Linked DNA regions of Solanum lycopersicum: region 1 is linked to region 2. The links are chromatin contacts, called in public HiChIP or PLAC-seq maps. All regions are on one chromosome and are shown on one strand. The core of a region is the stretch at or near the end of the contact, and the rest is flanking DNA. Distances in the headings are between cores, read along the strand shown. Region 1 holds the start of 20ox-2 (gibberellin 20-oxidase-2). Region 2 holds the start of LOC101244774 (probable carboxylesterase 120).

What was found. HiChIP or PLAC-seq counts read pairs in DNA pulled down with a chosen protein or histone mark.
Region 1: a contact with region 2 is called in an RNA polymerase II HiChIP or PLAC-seq map of leaf, with 4 times the contacts expected there. The contact joins the promoter of 20ox-2 here to the promoter of LOC101244774 in region 2. A contact is called at or near these places in 1 of 8 Hi-C or Micro-C datasets (leaf) and 1 of 1 datasets of contacts at active chromatin or transcription factors (leaf).

The regions. Positions count from the first base shown.
Region 1 is chr6:26,904,053-26,910,019 of SLM_r2.1, reverse strand. 20ox-2 (gibberellin 20-oxidase-2) reads left to right here and starts at 2,780. Exons shown (of 3, transcript NM_001247699.2): 1 at 2,780-3,361; 2 at 3,717-4,038; 3 at 4,525-5,091. The coding sequence starts at 2,829. The coding sequence ends at 4,794.
Region 2 is chr6:26,858,055-26,864,340 of SLM_r2.1, reverse strand. LOC101244774 (probable carboxylesterase 120) reads right to left here and starts at 1,641. Exons shown (of 2, transcript XM_004240700.5): 1 at 932-1,641; 2 at 1-566. The coding sequence starts at 1,451. The coding sequence ends at 106.

The sequences.
Region 1 (5,967 bases), core at 1,531-4,030, 45 kb before region 2:
TGAAGAACAGTTCAAACGAAAAAGGGCCTAAAATACCCTCAAAGTATTGGAAATAGTACAAAATTAACTTCCATCTACCTATTGGCTCCAAAATACCCTTCTCACCCACCTATTGGTTTCAAAATACCATTGTAATTCACCTTTTGGTTCAAAACTAACCACTTATATAATGGTTTTAAATTTAAACTATTTAAATATTTTTTTTTAAATACGTGGCGTTAAACTATTTGATACAATTTAACTTATTAGTATAATTTATAAATCAATCCACTACCCACCTATTACTAATTAAACTCCTCCAAATTAATAAATCCGTCACATTATTAAAGAAACAAAAGAAAAACTATTACCAATTGAGTGTTTTTAAATATTTGAGGTGAAAATATCGATAGAAGTAAACTATCATACATTCAAATTTCTAAATAAAAAATTATCGATAAACTTAAAAGTCTGACTATGTTAATCTTAACTATCCTTACGTCTCAATTATGTGATGCTACTTCATAGATAACTTTTTTTCAAATAATATATTAAAGGTTGTAAAACAAATCATAAATATTTATAAAATTATATTTAAAAAAGGTGCATGAATTAATTCGGAATATATACTTCTTTAACTTTAATCATAAATTTCTAATTCAATTTTGAAACATAATCCTATTGAAAGTGTCGTCCTAAATAAGTGGCTCAACCTAAATTTAATTGGGGTTTTGATTTGACTCGAATAATTTTGGATGTCATTTTCAAGAATCTATAATTTCATCGTGTTTTAGTAGTTTTTTTTTATCGATTTTGATATTATAATTGGATTATTAATTGGGTGACGTTTAGTTAATAATGAGTGGATAGTGGGTTGATTTATAAATTATATTAATAAATTAAATTATAACTAATAATTGAACGCCGAGTATTTTAAAAAATATTTAATGAGTTTAATTTTAAAACAATTAAATAAGTGGTCAATTTTGAACCCAAAGGTTGATGACAAGAGTATTTTGGAGACAATAGGTAAATAAAAAGGGCATTTTGGAGCCAATAGGTGAATGAGAAGGACATTTTGAAACCAATAGGTGGATAGAGGATAATTTTATACCATTTTCAATACTTTAAGGATATTTTAGGCTCTTTTCTGTAGTAAGAAATATGTTTCTTTCTCCATTCAATTTTTTTTCTTAACAAATCAAAGAAGATATATTTTAATATTATTTTTATTATTAAATAATTAATAAAGTAATAAATTTTCAAAACATATCAAAATTATTAATTTTTTAATTTCATATTATTGAAAATATAAATTTCATATTTAAGTATCACTCGTTTATTTGAAAAATAAACTCCCTATTATATTACATTCTCTTAGTGTGCATAATACTGATCGTTTGTCTCTTTTACTTTTTTTAAAAATAAATCATATAACACTTCACAGAACAAAACATTTCACTTTAATAAAAGTTAAATAGATTATTAATATGAGTATTAGATAGGAGTTGAAATTTGAAGTATCATTGTCCCAAAAAAAAAAATATTTTTCTTACCAAATTCCGTCACATCCGCCCAGGACCCAGCTTAGCCTCCTTCACTAAAAAATTCCCTTTTTTTTTAAAAAAATAAATATATATTTTATGAAAGTTTGTTTAAGAAAATCTTACTTCATCCCCCTCCACTTTTCTCCCCTCCCTCTTCCAAGTAGATATAATTTATCTTTTTTTCCTAAAAAATATACTCATTCCATTCCCTCCTAACCTCCGCTCCAAGCTGGTGTTTTAATTTCTTATTTTGTATTTGATAGATACATATATTTTCAAGAGAATATTTTTTTGCTTGTCACAAAATACGTCAGTAGAAAAAATTGAGAGCGAAAAATTAGATGAGATGAAATATTATTATTATTTTTTTTTTAAAAAATAATATCTAAAAAAATTCGGAAGGAATGGGTGGTTTGTGGGGTGGTAGAATGGGATAAAAATGTTTTAAATTTTACTTTATTAAAAATCAGTTTCTTATTAGGAGGAATATTGGTATTTTAATCATCAATTAATATTAATATTTTATTTATTTTTTATCAAAATGAAATATTTTATTTATGTCGTATGCATATTTTAATCTGTAACATTTTAACTAATATTAACAGTTTATCATGGTCAAATTTATCCCAAAGAAAACATGATTTTCTTAAATAAAATAGAGATTGTATTATGCACACACAAACATATATTTCTCGAATGAATGAGTTATAGTTTGAATATAATACTTTAAATATAAAATTCACAATTAAGAAAAAACTTAAATATCACAATTAAGAAAAAACTTAAATATTTCTTAGATAGTTTTTTCTTAATTAAATAATAGTAATCAAACTTCGAACTCTTCGATGTATGTTAATATAAATAATTTAAATATAACAAAGTTTTATCATATTATAATTATATAATATGTTTGAATTTAAAAAAATCGAATAATTTAATTTTGATCATAAATTAGAATTTTCTTTTTTAAAATTTTTTATCTAAAACATTATAAAATTTAAAATACATCACATAAATTAAAAAAGAAACGCGGAATTAAGATGAATATCACGTACGCAGAGTTAGGTCCTCGTGATAGAAACGCCAAAGACCATTGGGAAAGAGCTTTACTGTCAAATTTGAAAAAGACAAATAACTTATGGACTTGTACTGAAATTTTAAGTTTCACCAAGCCCCTTGTTTGCAAAGTGATAATTTATTTCTCCTGCTAAAGACACCTATAAGAATCCAATATTTTGTTACCCACTCCTAACGGCTTCCGTTTTTTTTCTCTCTTTAATTTTTCTCTATTATTAACAAGTCATGACAATGGCCATTGATTGCATGGTGATGCCTATGATACAAGATGAGAAAAAGTCACTCATTTTCGACTCATCTGTACTTAAAAATGAATCGAACATTCCTAGACAATTTATATGGCCGGACCACGAGAAGCCTAGTGGTTTTGTTGGTGAACTTGATGTTCCGCTTATTGATTTAGGGGCATTCCTTTCTGGTGATCCGATTGCAGCTAAGTGTGAATCTAGTCTGGTTGATGAAGCATGCAAGAAGCACGGTTTCTTTCTCGTGGCAAATCATGGTGTTGATACTAATCTTATCTCACTTGCACATCGCTATATGGACATGTTCTTTGAATTGCCACTTTCCGACAAGCAAAAGATTCAAAGGAAGAGAGGAGATCATTGTGGTTATGCTAGTAGCTTTACTGAGAGATTTTCATCCAAGTTACCTTGGAAAGAGACACTTTCTTTTCCATATTCTACCCTACAAGGCTCGTCCCACATGCTTGATCAATATTTTCTAAAAACAATGGGGGAAGACTTTAGCCATATTGGGTAAGAGGACGTGACCATTTTGTTTTATTTTATTAGGTCATTACTTTATCTATAAATCATTTTGGGCTAGCTACGTAATTATATCTTCGATTCGGTACGTTTCTTAAATATGTCAGAGCTGACAAATGACATGTTGAAAATATGATTAGACGTATAAAAGTATGTTTCTTTCGGACTCAGGACCTCTGTCTGCATTATTGATACCATATTTGCTATGTAATCATCTCACTAAAACTTGTTAAGAGTCTCGTTAAACTTTGATACATACTTTTTTTTTGTATGCTTTAATTTTTTTAAATCTTCTTTATTAATCAACATGACGAATGTTTATTATTATTATTTTTCATTATGATAGGAAGTTTTACCAAGAGTATTGTAATGCGATGAGCACTCTCTCTTCTGGGATCATGGAACTCTTGGGCGAGAGCCTAGGCGTGAGCAAAAACCATTTCAAACAATTCTTTGAAGAAAATGAATCGATTATGAGACTCAACTATTATCCAACATGTCTAAAACCAGATCTTGCGTTAGGAACTGGACCACATTGTGACCCAACATCATTAACCATCCTCCATCAAGACAACGTCTCAGGACTACAAGTTTTCATGGACAACCAGTGGCGCTCTATCAGTCCAAATAATAGTGCTTTTGTCGTTAACATAGGTGACACATTTATGGTAAGAAAGAAAAGACATTTCTTAACATATATGCCTTCTAATGACTAGTCATTTTACCTAATTGAATTGACATTTACAAAATCAAAAGTATTTACTCTTTCCTCCAATCAATTTGCTTGACACTATGTCATTATTGTCATTATTTGTCCATTTCAATATTTGAAAATAATTATTTTTAAAATTTTCATTTTTTCTATATCGAAAGATTGTTACAGTCGTACAAATATTATAACATGTGTAATAAGGTACCAAAATCCCAAATAGTTCGATATTATTTAAGTGAGACATGTAAGGCATCTTAGACAAACAATCTTGTGATTAAGGTTAAAAAGTATAATAAATAAATATTTTATAGATTTGAATTTATATGATAATTTCAATTTTAAAAGTCAAATAAAATTTATTTTACCTTATATACGTAATTTATTTCTTAACTATGACATAGTTAAACTCAATGTGACATTTATTTATTTTAACCTTTTGCAGGCGCTTTCAAATGGAAGGTATAAAAGTTGTTTGCACAGAGCTGTAGTAAACAACAAAACACCTAGAAAATCTCTTGCTTTTTTTCTTTGTCCTAAGAAGGATAAGGTGGTGAGGCCACCGGCAGAATTGGTGGACTCTAATAATCCTAGAATATATCCAGATTTCACATGGCCAACTCTATTTGAATTTACACAGAAGCATTATAGAGCTGATACCAATACTCTACGATTCTTCTCTACTTGGCTTCAACAGAAAACTACGGAAATTTAAGGCATACTCAAGAAGTTTTTAGTAGCATTTGTGACATCCAATGTAGATCAAGACCTTAGCCTTATGGAAATTGGAATTCTTCATTGCAAGTGAGATATAATAATTTAAAGAAGAAAATGGTAATTTATGTCTATCGATTAGATAAAGTAAATAGTGAATTCAGGTGGCTGTTTGAGTGAATATTTGAATGTCTTTTTTAATAATTTAATTTTTGAGATAAGATAATTACATACTTTGATTAAAATATTAAAATAAACACATATTATTTTTTAATGAGGTATAAAATAGTTCAACAAATATAAATTAAAACATTCTTGTACTTAGTTTATCGGTTGATGGAATAAAAAGACTTCACGACATCTTTTTATTATGTATATCTAAAAGATTAGATAGGATAGTACATATATAGTGCCTAGTGGTATAGATAGGACATGGAATACATACGAATATTGGGAATGGGCAGAGCTTCTAGTGTTGGGAATGGATATTTATGCTACTCTATTTGGTTTTATCCTTGTCCATTTGTTTTTAGTATACTTGGATTGTTGTGGATTTGTCCTTTATTGCCTTGATATTTATTATTATATTCATATTACATATTATATAATAAAAAAGCTGAGGATCAAGTTGCCAAAAAACCCATATCGAAAAGCAATTCATATTGTTTTTACACCTATACAAAAATGAGAAAATGATATCAAACATCATTAATGAATTAAAAATAAAATTATAAAGGTCGGTGTACTGCATCATGTTCTTTTCCTCCAAGAAAATCGAACAATACTTTTGATCGATCACTAGGGACGACTTCTCTTCATCTCTCTTTGTTTCAATTTTCAATTGAGGCAAAGTGGCATAACACTTGACGAAATTTATATAAATCTTCTTGAAGTGTTTGAGTATTAAAAAATATATGTCATACTTTGAGTTGATAATCACAAGGAAGAATGTTTTTCGATCACACTTAAAATAGGTATATCTATCGTTAGATCAATTCTTTTATTTAATAAAACGTAAAATCAAATTTTAATAGATTTTTTTTTCATCTTATTAAATCAAATTCGATAAAAAGAATTTCATCTTATTAAATCAAATTAAAATAAAATAGATTTATTCCGTATAATCATCATAGCAATGAAATTTAACCTTATATATCTATGCCATAAAGAAGGC
Region 2 (6,286 bases), core at 392-2,891:
TCCATCAGAAAAATAGAACAACTTATTGTTAAGAGCAATTTGATAATAACATATGGAGTAGATGGGGGTGCTGTCTTATTTGCACAAAATTAAATACTTAAAACATTAAGTTCTACTAGCAGCATACACGAAATCTTTAGCAGCATCATATAAAGCAGCAGCCATTGATTGATCAAAGACTTCCATAGCATGATATCCATCTCTAAAAAACTTGAATACTTTTATACCTTTTTGTTCCATCAACCTTACACATGCACGAGCAGCATCAACGAGTGGATCTTCACATACACCACTAACAAACACCTTCCATCCTAATTCTTTCATCTCATCTAAATGTTTTGATCCTCCATTAGCACATGGATTGCAGTATTCATGATCATGATCTACTCCTTTTGGTAAACATAAATCGAACATTTTGTCTACTGCAACAAGTGGGAGTAGTTGATCATCTTTCTGCTTTTCCTCTGATTCTGTTCTGTTTTTACCGCTGAAAAATGGATGATGTAATAGTAAACCTTTGATCTTTATTGGCTCTAGCTCTTTTGCCATACCTGCCGCACGTAGACCTGCATACACTCAATTCAATGTAATTCCTCATTAATTTAATGATCCCAGGGTTAACTTATTCACGTTCACTTTTCATATGAACCATCTTTGTAAAAATATTGATAGGGTAATTTGACACTTCAAAATACAACCGAAAACTAAACACAAAAAATGAAATTATGACCAAAATCCCATAGTCCTATTACCCTTGAACTTATTTTCTTTTGTAATTTTGTAAACTTTTTTTTCAAGTTAGGTGGCATCCACGTGCCTCAATTGTGTGGAGTCACAGTGTGTGTCACGTAAGACAAAAGATTTATAAAATTACAAAATATAAGTTCAGGATACTCGTGCATTTTCCCAAAATTAACTTTGAAATACATACCTGCATTATAAGCTATATTTCCTCCAGAACTAGTTCCACCAAGAAAAACTTTAGTCAAATCAGCATAATTACAAACCCATTCATCCTTGGTATTCTTAAGCCATTCTAAGCCATCCATAGCATCATCATAAGCAGCAGGAAGTCGATGTTCAGGGGCTAGACGATATTCAAGTGAAATCACCATAGCACCAACTCTTTCAGCAAGTGCCTGGCAAAAGACATCGAATATAAAAGTATTGGCATGGAAATAAACAAAGCCTCCACCGTGATAGTACATAATCAGTGGCAATTTCTTAGGATTTGGATTTTTTGTTAAACGTCTTGGGACGTATAGTCGAAGCCAAGTGTTTTTTGTTGTGTCAAGATCAACATCCCTTGTTACGACTAAGGATGTGCCTTTTGGATCACAATTGGCTTGTTTGAGGGATTCAGAGTTACGTTTAACTGTGTTACCTGGTAATTCTTGAATCTTAACAAAAGGATTGTCAAAAATTGGACGAGCAAATCTTTGGCTAGCCATTATCGCCCTAACAAGTTACTATTCTATTTTGTCCTAAAAGAGGCAAAAGTTTAGGTGTTATATATATATATAGTCTGTGAGGAGTGGAAGTTGTTATCGATGCGAAGAAGGTGCTACTTGTCGGTTTATTAGGAAATGACTATTTCTTTAGTTTGGATCATTTCTGACCATGTTCAATTTCATAATATCTACTTTGTTTTGAAATATTTGTCACTTTCAAATGATATTTTCTTTATGAGAAACTACTTGACATTTGCATATTAAAATTCATTAACGTTTGATTATCATCATTATTTTTTTTTATAAAATAACGGAGAAAGCTTTTACACAAAAATATTGCAAAGAAAAAAAAGAATCTTAGAATCGGTTCCCGTGCAATAGACAATATTTCAATTTATATTATTTTTTAGTATTTCAATTTTAATTTTTAGTATTTAATTTAGTTATAAGAATTAATCAAATTAACTATCAAAAATTTTGAGAATTAATATGAAAGACAAAGTGCGCCCTTTGTTTTATATCACTTGAACTCTGTTAACCTTGACATACAAAATTCTAGTTAGAGTTATATTTTAAAACTCTAAATTCAAATATATTGGTGTAGTTATTGAATTCTAAAAATAAAAAAACATCTAATTTGTGAATGTTTTTAAAAATATTTATTTGTTAACATTGAAACCAAATAAAATAAAACAGAGAAAATACCAAATGGAAGATAAAATTAATGATTTGGGAGTTGCTTTCACCTTTCGGTATATGTAGACAAGTTACTTTAACAAAAGTCATTTTACACCATCAATTATTTAGCAAGAAAGACTTTAAAAAAATTGATAGAACTAACTAAAGACCCTATTTGTTAAGTAGACATTGCTCTATTGTTAAAATAATGGGAACACAATAGACATTTATGACTATTATAATGAATCAAATTTTGAGAATGTGGTCCCTATCGTTAAACATGTGTATTGTGATGATGAAAATGACAATGAACAAGCAATGTTAGATGTATCTTCAAGTATATGTGTGTGTGAGTCTTTTAATTAAGATATCTATCAATAGAAAATCTAGCGCTTTTTTTTATTCCGTGTGATCCTTTATTTAACTATATCAAGTTTAAATTCAGAATTTGATGAACGAGTACAAGAAAATAGAAGAGAGTAACCGAAATTAAAGTTCACGGAAATAAAAGAAACAAATTGATAAGAGAAGAAGATACTACAGCTACCATTGAAGTTGAAGCTACAAGTGATGTTGAAATAAGAAGATCTGATATCATATCAAAAAATGTAACTGATAGTCGTGAGGAAACTTATTTATTCATTGACAGTGTCTTAAGTACATTATTTATACATGCAATATACAGGAAAAATAATAAACATATACAGTGATACATAAAAGATATACAAAATGGGAATTGGGCCAAAGCCCAAATCAGTAGCAGAAAGGCCCAATTGGCTGGTTCAAGCGAACAGGAAATCGGACTTTGGCCTACGTTAAACTTTAAGTATTCAAATTTGGGAAAATTTCATATATGGCAAACAGATTTTATGAAATTACATTCAATGGGTATAGGGGTATATTTTACATAATTATATGTGCACTGTGATTTCATGTTTTTTTTTTAAAAAAAAATATTAATGATTAAACTGATTGTATAATATTCATTTGTTAATTGTATATATATAGTAAGCTTCAAATCTATTGTATATTTTAGTGTGTAACGTTTATATATACAATATTTTATTATATTCATAATTTTTTGTATATATCGACGAATTTGTACAATGTTTTATAATTTTGTATATGTATAATAGAGTGATTTTACCAAATTTATTTTATACAAAATTAAATAATTGTATACAAATAGCTATTGCCTCATAAGACTTTGTACATGTTACCTTAATATACAAGTCACTATATACCTAACTTTAGTAATTGGTATACAACTAATATAATATACAATTAAGAATTGTCTCATAATACTTTGTATATATTACCTTAATATACAGCCCACTATATACATAACTTTATAATTTGTATATAAATTATACTACCTGATGTTCCCGATATTCTTTAGTTTTGTCTAGTTCTGATGAGACAGTTTCAATCTCCTCTGAATCAATGTTTATGATTTTTCTCTTACTTCCACCTTCAACAATCTTAATGTCGCAAGATTTCACGTTGTTGATGACTTTATGAATTGCCATTGAGTCATTTTTTTTCATGGATCTCAATTCTTCAATAGATTGTTCAACTTGAACTTGTTTATGTTTTGCCATAAACCCTACATTGACCCCAAAATCCTGAATTAACCCAATTGAAATGAAGGTGAATTATCAACAACATTGACATACAATGACATACCTCTCGTAATCCTCATAGATAGAGTGGAATCATCCATTCTGATTTTGAAAGACTTGTACTCTGATAAGTAATAAAGATTTTTTAAAAAAATATACGAAAAAACTAACAATCATACTACACATACAATTGTTGAAGAAGGAATCAAAGAAAAAAAATATTGAAAGCCATGAATTTGGCGGTTACTTGCGAAAAGTGGAAGAACATCGGAGGGAGAAGGTCAAAATTTTCTCAATCGAAATTTAAATTAGAAGGGAAGAATAAATTTAGGAGAAAGATATGGAATGAGAATAATAGAGATAAATTTGATTTTGAATAAAATTATATATAAATCTTTGGATGATGATTTTTATCCTGTATACAAATAGGCAGTGGGTTGCATAAATTATGGCCAAAAATTTGAAACTGTACTTACTGACTGTAAATGAATTAAAATATACCCTTATTAACGAATTACATAAGGATATTTGTCATCCCCATGTAATTTTCCCTTCAAATTTTCAGTTCACTACTAGTTAGTCGTCTTGACTTGTTTATAATTTGAGAAAATTGTATGAAATAACAAACTATTAATTCAAATTAAATGTCACAGCCATAGTTTATTTTAATTATAATTTGCAACAAAGATCCCCATTTTTTGCCATGTGATTCGATACACAACTCGCCATGTTATACATTTCGGTGTAAAGTATATAAAATGTATTTGTATTTGTATAAAGTGAGAGAAAATGTATATACAAATACTAATACATATATTTTCGTCCTATATACTTAAGTTATACAGATAAAAATGTTATTATACAAATTACAAATTAAAATATAAAAAAAATACTTTCTTTGTCTCAATTTATGTGTTAAATTTATTTTTTGAGAGTAAAAACAGTTTAAGTTTGATTAGGAATTTGCGCATGAAATCTTCAATTTTTTAAAAATAAAATTTAACATATTTGTAAACTATGTAAAAAGTATTATAAGTCACAATTATTGACAATTCAAAATATTTAAAATATATATAAAAAATTTATGGAGTGGCCAAAAATATACTTGTTTGAATTTTGAAATTCAAAATATATCACATAAATTGAGACGGGGAGGTAGTGTATAAAACGTAATGTTTAAGCCTACTTTTGAACCCCACGATATAAATTAATCATCGAGTTTCCCAAATTCCAAACAAGTTAAAATATTTGACTTCACAAAGTTTAAAATAATTCTGAAGTCATTTTAAAGTAGCTTTAGTCGATTTTTCATAATTTTTAAATTATATATATATATATATATATGTCATTATATCATTAATTTATTTTATAAAATATTTGAAAATCGTCTTTTTACTTGACGCTTCACTAAATTAATTTGATTAAATCAGTATCTTCTATTTCGAGTCCTTAGTTCAAAATTGAGTTTTTTTTTCCTATTAAAATTTAGAAAGTTCGTTAATTAACTAAAGTCGATTTCCAGTGACCCAAACCAATCTCAGGCCGAACCCCCTCCAAGAGACCCATTTTCCCTTCAAGATGACTGTTCCCAGCCCAACCTATTTTCTCCTCCAGCCCACTCCAACTCTCCTTCATCCTAGACCCGACCCAGCCCATTTGTTTTCCCTCAAAAGAGAACCTCGCTACTCCCCACGCCAGAGGACGCCCCAAAACAGAGCAGCAATTGCGTCTCCTCACGCGACAAATTGACAAACTCACAGTGAAGAACGAGTACAACCCAGTACTCAGTACTCGTTGTCGTCTTCCTCTTTATCCCTGATGGTTCGTACGGAAACAGTGCCAGGTGGAGCGATCCCCTCCTTGTTCCGAAATCGAACGGTTCTCCTTCTTCATCCGTTGAGCTTGGTACTAGGTACAACTAGTTGAACCATATCCCTCAGGGATTTAGAATTTCGAATTTGAAATTTTTTCATCGTTTTCCCTCCCTTTTGAACCCGAGATATTTTCTCATATATATTTAGACTTGGCTTCTTTTTGAAGAGGGGGATTTTTCTTTTGGGAGGCAGCTTTGAAAATTTATATATATATATATCGGGAGAAATAGAGGGGGTCTTTTGAGGTTGAAAACTTTTCTCGCTGAAGAAATGAGTATAATTTACTACAGTATCCAAGAAGTGAAACAAAAATTTCTTCAGTTCAAGTTTCCGAGGAAGTAGCCGTTTGAAATTTCTGCTGGAGGTTTCCTTAGAAATTCGGAAGCCATTCAATATGGAGTCGCATGTTTTTATCTATTGCTTGCCTATCTGTCTATCAACTTTAATGTTATTATTGCAAATAATGATCTCACAAGTTTCTCTTTTGTGTCAGTGTTTTTCAAAGCATGCTGCTAACTTGATTTTTCTGTCAAAAATTGTCATAGTAACACTTGTTCCTTCAACGTATTTCGTATATAATATATTTCTGATGTTGCCTCTGAATGCTCCGGAAGCCTTGTATGTCATTGTAATCTTTGGTATCTTGATGTGTTGTGTATGA